2 separate regions of the Mus musculus genome follow, and region 2 is linked to region 1. A link is a contact called in public Hi-C data. All regions are on one chromosome and are shown on one strand. Each heading gives the region's core, a stretch centred on a gene start, on an enhancer-like site or on the middle of the called end of the contact. The rest is flanking DNA. Distances are from core to core; before and after follow the strand shown. Region 1 has its middle 22 kb from the start of Atg14. Region 2 has its middle 5.6 kb from the start of Gm36024.

Region 1 (4,796 bases), core at 1,553-4,052:
CTCCAGCCGCGTGTTCTCATCTCAGCAGACTCTGGCCCCAGGCTCCTGAGATGTCTCCACCTGACTCACTAATTTTTCTTGGCTGGTTGTTGCCACTCCAGCCCCATGCTGTGACCACCCACCCCCCTGGTCATCCACAACAACACCCAGCAACCCAGTAGAAACAAAACTCTAGAAATTTATATCTAATCAGTCAGATGTATACATCATTAAATTCTCAATTCACAAGATGCTCACACAGAAAATTCAGAGTCAGTTGATAATGGTACAAGCTGCCCACCTAGATTAGACAAGTTACCCCAATTATTCTATCCCTATACAATATCAAATCTACCTGTGGCTATTTAAAACCACGTGTATTCTGAACCACCCTGCTCATCACTCTCCATCTTGCTTCCTCCCTATCTCTCTTGCCCAGTCACTGTCTCTGCAACTCTTAGCTCCGCCTTCCTTTTCCCTGTCCCATCACAGGCCTTCTGTGCACTAATATTTTAATGTAATTGGACAGGGGAAATCCTGCCACACACAAATGGACCTCTTCCAACAATGTAATACATCATTCCTGTCACCTCAAGAATTCTAGCTCACTATTCTATTTCTTTTCTTTTCCTTTTTAGGAGTGGGAGTAGATTGTTCCGGCTCACCAAGAACTCACTCTGTAGACCAGGCTGGCTTCAAACTCACAGAGATGCACCTGCCTCAGCCTCCCAGATGCTGAGATTAAAGGAAGGTGTGTACCACCAAGCTCAGCCACACCACTGCGAATCAAACTTAATTTTATATCTTTTGTGTTTACCAAGCCCTAAGTATCTTTTTTCCCCCAAAGATTTATTTTATGTATGTGAGTGTACTGTTGCTGTCTTCAGACACACCAGGAGAGGGCATCAGATCCCATTACAGGTGAGCCACCATGTGGCTGCTGGGAATTGAACTCAGGACCTTTGGAAGATCAGTCAATGCTCTTAACCTCTGAGCCATCTCTCCAGCCCCTAAGTACCATTTTTTTTTTAAAACAATTTCAGGGTGTTAGTAAAAACAACACAATCCTTCAAGGATATGTCTGTTAATCTTGAACTTCATCTTAGAAGACCAAGAATTGGTCCTTCCTTTTATAAATAGTCAGACTGTCATTAGTTATAATCCATTAAGGACAGAAAAAGAATAGGGAAATCTGAACTTCTCCTCTCTACACCTTTATCCTGAAATGAGTTTTCATGTTTAAAACATAAACTGTGCACCCAGAAGCATTGACTTTAAAAGCAAGCATACTTGGGGCTGTAGAGATGGCTCAGTGGTTAAGAACACTGACTTCCAGAGGTCCTGAGTTCAAATACCAGCAACCACACGGTGGCTCACAACCATCTATAATGATATCTGACTCCCTCTTCTAATGTGTCTGAAGACAGCTACAGTGTACTTAGATACATAAAATAAATAAATCTTTAAAAATAAAAGCTTGGGCTGGAGAAAAGCAAGCATACTTACTATAGTTGAAGCACAATTCTGAGCATTCTGAAACAGGGTTCGTTGGCATCATGGTTACCCTGGATGTCACAGGGAGAGTCAGAGGAGCTTTGGTGCTCTCTATGCAGAGAGCAGAGGCCATTTATCAGGCACAGGCAGCAAGGCAAGGCAGGGTCAGTCTGGTGGGGTGCTGAGTCAGGAGGGATGCAGAGAAGCTGATGAGCCAGGCAAGATGCTGCTGGCTGCACAGGGAGGAAGGGGCTGGCAATGGCTCATGGTGAGAAAGGAACAGCTTTTCTTTCACCTTTCCTTTCTTTTCCCTCCCTTCCTTCCTTCCTTCCTTCCTTCCTTCCTTCCTTCCTTCCTTCCTTCCTTCCTTCCTCTTTTATTCCCCTTCCCTCTTCTCATGTAGCTCAGGCTGGTCACAAACTATATATCCTCTACCCTCCAAGTGCTGGCATTACAGGGTTCACCATCATACACAGATTTTCAGGTGTGGAATCTCTTTTATATGTATTATGTTTGCTGGAGTGTCCATGGACAAGTGTACTCTACAGAAAACTTGTGATGAGCTGGGCGTGGTGGCGCACACCTTTGATCCCAGCTCTCGGGAGGCAGAGGCAGGCAGATTTCTGAGTTCGAGGCCAGCCTGGTCTACAAAGTGAGATCCAGGACAGCCAGGGCTATACAGCGAAACCCTGTCCTGAAAAACCAAAAAAAAAAAGAAAAGAAAAGAAAACTTGTGATGGTCAAAAGACAATTGTCAAGAGTAGGTTCTCTTATTCCAACATGTGGAAGGAATCCTACTCAGAGTATCAGGCCTGGTAGCAAGTGGCTCTACCAACAGAGCCATCCCACCCACCCAGATGTGGTACTTCTGTTATTATTTTGCACCCCCAAGCCCCAGGTAGATTTTCAGCAATTACAGAGAATTTATCTTTAGCTACATACAGAACTCTGTTGCTCCATGGTTAGGGTCCAGATAATTCAAGAAGATAATGCAAACGCAAATATCTAGAGATTTGTCTTTCTGCGGATCATTAATTCCAATGCGTTGGCTTTCTTAGGAACTTAACTGTGCTGAATGGTTCTATAAACAGACACATTTATGTAAGAGATTTCAAAACGAACTTGGAGACTTAAAATAATGTCTTTCCCATTTGATTCTACTGCTTCAGAGAAAATTTTTTTTTAATTATTCATCCACCTGTCTCTGTTCCAAGCTGATTTGCTCAATAGATGTTAGTTAATGAAGCAATCCACCCCGAGCATGGAGTGTGGGAAACACGTCCTAGAATCGACAGCTCCAAGGATGGTTTCTCTAATCAGGATAAAGGGAGCCTTCTGACAACGCTGGAATCTTATATAATGGTGCATGGATTCATTTAATAACGTATGCTAAAGGCGGCAGCCTACTGAGCTGCAGGCTCAGTGCCAGCCTGACAGATCAGGAACTCTTGTATTCATAATTGCACTTAGACTGCTTGCCCCCCAAAGGTCACAGGTATTTTTAAACACCAATTTAAAAAATCTGGAGAGATGACTCAGCAGTTAAGAGTACAGACTGCTCTTCTTAAGGTCCTGAGTTCAAATCCCAGCAACCCACATCGTGGCTCACAACCATCCTTAATAAGATCTGACACCCTCTTCTGGTGTGTCTGAAGACAGTTATAGTGCATTTAGATATAATAGTAAGTAAATCTTTTTAAAAAATAAATCTGGTGTCTTCATTAGAATAGCAAGTGAGGGGCTGGCGAGATGGCTCAGTGGTTAAGAGCACCGACTGCTCTTCCGAAGGTCCCGAGTTCAAATCCCAGCAACCACATGGTGGCTCACAACCATCCATAACGAAATCTGATGCCCTCTTCTGGAGTGTCTGAAGACAGCTACAGTGTACTTACATATAATAAATAAATAAATCTTAAAAAAAAAAAAGAATAGCGAGTGAGTACACACAGACACCAGAGTTGTGCATGTTTTGAGAAAGGGCTGCAAAAGGAACAGAAAGAAGGAGGCTATCTAGAAGGGAAGAAGGGACAGAAAGAAGGGGGCTATCTAGAAGGGAAGAAGAGAGGGTGGCCTTGGGTACCTTGGTCTTAAATTTCCAATCTCTGGAATGGTGAAGAAGAGAATTTCTGTTGTTTAAACTGCCCAGTTTGTGATGGTTTTTTGCTACGGCATCCCAAACTAACTAAAACAGATCAATGTTATTTATATCCTACTCCATTTTGTGTGTCTCTCTGTGTGTATGCACTGCTTGTGCATGTGAGTATGTCTGAGAAGGCCAGAAGAGAGCATCCTTGTATCCTGTCTTACGTAGTTCAGGTTTCTATTGCTGTGAAGAGACACCATTACCACGGTAATTCTTATAAAGGAAAACATTTAATTTGGTACTGGTTCAGTTCATTATCATCATGTTGGGAAGCATGGTCATATATAGGCAGGTATGGTGCTAGAAAAGGAGCTGAGAATTCTAAATATGGATCTGCATGCAACAGTCAGGAACTGTCAGCCGCTAGACCTGGTTTGAACTTCTAAGACATCAAAGTCTACTCCCACACCTTCTCCCACAAGGCCACACCTCCCAGTAATGTCAGTTGCTATGGACCAATGGAGCCATCTTCATTCAATTTAGGAACTAAAATTGCAGATGATTGTTAAAAGTCCTGCTATGGATGCTGGTAACCGAACTCCTAACCTCCGAAAGATCAACAAGCACTCTTAACTGTTGAGCCATCTCTCCAGCCTCTAAAATAAAATTTAAACTATGCCCCATCACATACGACAGAATGCTGAGGGGGGTCCCCAATCCCTGCCCTATGCCCTAATGAACTGTCCCCCAGCTGTCCAAACCCAAACCCAGGTGCTCTTGGATTTTGCTAATATAGTTAAAATTCCAAGACCATTGTTAGGAAAGAGAATATTCTGGCTAAGCCTGGCCCTAGCTGCTGAGCTGCTACAAAGGAATTAGCTGCTCATTGGGAGGGATTTTAGAGCATGTGGAAGATTGTTCACTGCTGACTTTGAAGATAGGATGGGGCTGTAGTACAAGAAATGTGGGTAACTTCTAGGGCCTGAGAGTGGGCCACATTTGATAGCTATTAAAGAAATAGGCATCTCAGCTCTATGTTTTTTGTTTTGCTTTTTAAAGACTTATTTGTTTACTATATGTAAGTATACTGTAGCTGTTTTCAGACACCCCAGAAGAGGGAACCAGATCTCATTGTGGATGGTTGTGAGCCACCATATGGTTGCTGGGATTTGAACTCAGGACCTTCGGAAGAGTAGTCAGTGCTCTTAACCACTGGGCCATCTCTCCAGCCCTCAGTTCT
Region 2 (4,796 bases), core at 1,434-3,933, 1.4 Mb after region 1:
ACAAACTTGGTGGGTCTTCCTCAGGAGTCAGAAAGGTTTGAGTACTCTGTGCTAGATGTGTGCAGGGTTCTGAGTACTTCCTGCCATTATCTCATTAAGAAAACCCATTCATTTATTTATTAATCTGGTTAGCAACTCACATAGTCAGTAGATCACTTCATAAAGTCGTGCTAGGCTGTGAGAGCCCACAGGAAAGCGGAAGGGCAGGCAGTAAGCAAATAATGAGTCTGGAGGTGGTGATAACTGAAGGGGTGAGTGGTATGCGACTGTGTGTGTGAGTGTGCATGTGTGTGAGTATATGTGCATGTGAGTATATGTGTGAGTGTGAGAGTGTGTGTGAGTGTGTAAGGATGTGTATGTGTATGTATGTGTGTGAGTGTATGTATATGAGTGTGTGTATATATGTGTGAGTGTGTATGTGTGTGTAAGTGTGTATGTGTGTGAGAATGTGTGTGCTATGTATGTGTGTGTTATATGTGTGAGCGTGTTGTGTGTGTTGTGTGTATGTATGTGTATATGTGTATGTATATGTGTATATGGGTGTGAGTGTATATGTGTTATGTGTATGTGAGTGTGCTGTGTGTGTGAGAGAGTGAGAGTATGTTGTATGCAGAGGGAGAGGTTGTGAATTTGGAGGAGTCAATGGCTACAGTTAGCAGGCAAAGATGACACTAAGACACCTTCAAGGAAGATGCAGTAAGAGTGTAAGGCAGGGGAGAAAGAATCCTTTGGGCAAAGGAAAAGCCACCTGTCTGGTCTGGTTCCTGGGATGAAGGCCATCATTGTCTGTTCCCTGGCAGTCTAAGGAGTCTGGATTTAATCCTTGGGCTCAGATTTAGCTCCACCTATCACAGGTCTCAGAAATCCTCATTAAGATTTGATGACTTTTCTACGCAGTTCTCATGAATCAATCGGCCACAGCTCAGGCAAGTGGCAGTTTATAAGAGTACTCAGGGGGCTGGCGAGATGGCTCAGTGGGTAAGAGCACCCGACTGTTCTTCCGAAGGTCCAGAGTTCAAATCCCAGCAACCACATGGTGGCTCACAACCATCTGTAACAAGATCTAACGCCCTCTTCTGGAGTGTCTGAAGACAGCTACAGTGTACTTACATATAATAAATAAATAAATCTTTAAAAAAAAAAAAAAATAAGAGTACTCAGCCGCTCATGACAAGAGCCTGAAAGTCTAAAGGCTGGAAGGATATGGACTGATAGCTGGTTTCCAGCAGATAGTCTGACATGATTTCCCTGTCAATTTTTTATTAGCCTTTAAATACCAAATACACAATTCCCTAAACACCCACACACACACCCCGCGCGTGTGCGCACGCCAAAGAGCCTTTGGAAATGTTAACAGACAGCAGTACTGTAAACATTCACTTATCACATTAGAGTATATTCTAAACACAAAAAGGACCCATTACTCTTTTTTTTTTTTAATCACAGAAAGTTTTGCTCACACAAAGCAAACCCATAGCCCTTTGTCTCACCCAGGTCCCCACTCCAAAGCTTCAATGTCTCCTGGGAAGTGTTTTAGCCCTGAAGTCCAGAACCTTACAACGAAACAAGTCAAATATAACAAAGACTGTCTTTGCTCTGAACCAGGGATCACAGCATTCTCTCTGTTTCAATAGTTTCCAAACGCTTCGCAGTGAATGTGTTCTACTTTAAGAATTTCCCAATTAAAGACCTCAGAATGCAGACAAAACTCTGTCACTCCGGCTTTTCCTTTCCTCCTCTCATTTCTAAGGCCAGTTTGTTTTATTCAGGATTGAAGAAAGGACAGCAAGGACAGTTCGAGGGACAAGAAGCACGTTCCATCCCTACCGTAGAGTGCACCCCTCACTCTGATCCCTCTGTTTATATCTTAGTTTTGGACTTCTTGATTCCGAGATGATGGTTTCATCATGTGGGCCTTTTATGAAGAGTATTGCCCCAGTTGATGAAAACAATAGGCGCACAATGGCTGCACAGTGATCTAGTCTCCAGAAAAAGCGTCCATGGAGATCTACAGGGGGAACAAAGGCTAGGGGACCGTTCAGTAACATGTCTCAAATGTGCTTCCAACAAATTACACAGAGGCATCGGCGACAATATTTCAGCCACCTGTAAACAGAATGAATGGTTAAGGCTCCATTTGATAATTGTATTAGAAAATCTTACAAACTGCTTCTTTTCTGGTTTAGGGAAAAAAAATTAAATCACAGGGGGGAAAAAAACGTCACTTCCTGGTCACACTCGTACACAGCAAGAAACATTTTAATTGTAAATGTGCCTTTCAAGACCTTTAAATTTCAAAAAGATGAGGAGGCCGGATCCTGTGTGCTTACTAATCTGTAAATAGAGCACAGGCCAAGAATCAATTCTGAAATGCGGCATCAATTGCACAGGCTTCCACTTAGTTTTAGTGGAATAAAAGCCCTACTAGATACACAAATAACATCAAACTTACTGGATTAAAGAGCGGCCCCTCATACTCTAAATCATGATTGTCAATCATCACCCTGGATTAAGGGATATATTTTAAAAACCTAAAAGCAAGCGCTTCCTTTTAACTTCTGCCTACTGCGCATTTTGGATTACCGCCCAGAAATAGTATTACTTGAAACAAGACTGCCTCCCTCCTACCATCCATGAGAAGTGCATTGTTCCGCAGCTGCGGCGGCCCATCAGCCAGGCACGCGGCTTAGCATGCGAGCAGAGCCCTTAGGATGCTGTCTGTGTTTAGAACGCGGCTTCCCATTTACTAAACAGAGCTGATTTCCAGTTTCGTCAGTGTTTGCCTCAGCATTGCTATCCCCCTACCAGAAAGAAGCAAATTAATCAGAGAACTACGACGGCCACAACTTACTCACATTGTAAAGTGGGGGCATCCTTTAACACCCCCCCACCCCCCACCCACCCCCCGCGGTGGCCAATGAAGCTAGTCTAGCTTTATTTAAATGAAGAATTGTCTCGTTTCAGATTTGTTCGTTAGCGTTATCCACTTGGGCCTCTGTCTTTCAGTACTGGAAACAGTCTTAGAAAAGTCACAGGCTATAAATAACTCTTAGACCATGTAACTATCCAAGGACCTTAGAAAGTTTATATATATATTCAAACCACAGGCTCTTAAAAAAAATTAAAACAGGTCCAGTAACTTGTAGGTTGCTTGGATTTCCAGGTGAGAGAAGTTAGTTTTTGCAAATCAAATCTCTTAATGATCTACCAGACTGGTAACAAGTTTCTTCAGTTAGAGGTGGGGGAAGATGCCAAGGCTGGGGTGTTTGAGGATTTGCTAGTCTGTGCCATTTGGTGTTATTTTTAGCAAGTAAATGTATTAACATTTGTAAACATTGGGGGGCATACTTAGTAATGCAGCTACTTACAATTGTGGGGGAGGGGGTGGAGAGAAAATATCTACTGGTTCTTTAAATAGAAAAAAAATGCATTCCAGAACTAATCTCATGAAGAAATAACCTTTTAATAAGATTACTGCAAAAAGTGTTAATCTATGAAAAGTTCAGCACTCTTTTAATTGCAAACAAAACACTGAGTTTCAACCCAACAGGTTGCTTCATTGAATTCATTCATCCACGCCTGGCAAAGACATTCCAAATTTGAACTTAATTAATATTCCTTCTCTCGGTTTCCATAGTTTCTTTTTAAACACGAGTAGCAGCAAAAACTGGCAGTAACTTTACCCATATTCTCAATAATAACCCCCTCTGGCTATCAATATGGATGAAAAGGGAAAATTTTTCCATATACGGAGAGCCTCCATTTTCATGTCTTTTGTTTAAAAGCTATGCTGGTGAGATATTTTCCTCTTTCTGACTTAACTCTTTCCTGGATTGCGGTTGTCTCAGGGCTTAGGTGGAGAAGGAATGTTCCAGTGTACATTGCCAGTCCTGGATCCAAACAATAGCCTCCCACTCCCTTCCCACAAACCAAATAAAGGGCAGGGATATTCTCTGCTGAGCCTGTATCCTGGGAGGGTCTCAGCATCACTTGCAAGTCAGGCAGCACAGAAGGGTTCTTTGTTTGTTTTAACAATGAATGTACATTTCCTCGGCCACTGTGAAAAAGGAATGAATTGGTAGGGAACATTTATATGAGCAAATGACATTAGGCCCACTAAAGTGGCTGGTTTAGGCAGGCACGGTAATTCAGTACACTCAATGTATTTCCCCTGTGGATAAGGACTCCTCATACAGAGTGGATAGAGCCACAGTCTCAGATCTAGTCTTGAGTCATTTCTCCCTGCCTTCTTTCCTCTTGGGTCTATCAACGACCTTGCTGAGCTGAACACCTTCCACAAGCCACAGTGTCTCCAGCAGAACACTGAAGGGTTATAGCATCATAAAGATCTCTGTGCTCACCCCATTTCAGTCCAGAATTCTGTCCATGTCTTTCAGCCATCAAGTTATTGCTCTGATTTTATTATTATTATTATTATAAATAATAATAAATAATTTAAAACTTTATTGTAGCCTGGAGATAGCGGCAATCACCTTTCATCCCAGCAGAGGCAGGTAGATTTCTGAGTTCAAGGCCAGCCTAGTCTACAGAGTGAGTTCTAGGCCAGCCAGGGCTACATAGAGAAACTTTGTCTCACAAACAAGTAAACAAACAAAAGACCAAAACAACAACCCAAAAACCTTTACTGTAAAGATCTTTCCTGAGCGGGAGCTGTAGAGCTTTCTTAGACACCTTTGTTTTTTATTCTTTTAAGTTAGTATATGAAACAGTAGATTTCATTGTGACATCTTCATGCATGTGTGCTAGTTTACCCTGTTGTTCTTAGTTCTCGTCTA

Evidence for each region. A called contact is a pair of places that touch in the nucleus more often than the background predicts.
Region 2: a contact with region 1 is called in a Hi-C map of cortical neurons, with 2.4 times the contacts expected there. The contact joins two enhancer-like sites. A contact is called at or near these places in 2 of 39 promoter capture datasets (cranial neural crest and hippocampal neurons), 4 of 484 Hi-C or Micro-C datasets (cerebral cortex, cortical neurons and muscle stem cells) and 2 of 115 datasets of contacts at active chromatin or transcription factors (astrocytes and embryonic stem cells).

What each region holds. Positions count from the first base shown.
Region 1 is chr14:47,588,014-47,592,809 of GRCm38.p6, forward strand. No RefSeq gene overlaps it. Among named protein-coding and RNA genes, the nearest start is that of Atg14, 22 kb to the left of the region's middle. Within about 2 kb of position 2,803, at least 11 of the 459 cell types and tissues checked have an H3K27ac peak or open chromatin away from gene starts, as enhancers often do. A contact at or near this core is called in cortical neurons, where this site is marked.
Region 2 is chr14:48,988,313-48,993,108 of GRCm38.p6, forward strand. No RefSeq gene overlaps it. Among named protein-coding and RNA genes, the nearest start is that of Gm36024, 5.6 kb to the left of the region's middle. Within about 2 kb of position 2,684, at least 96 of the 459 cell types and tissues checked have an H3K27ac peak or open chromatin away from gene starts, as enhancers often do. A contact at or near this core is called in cortical neurons, where this site is marked.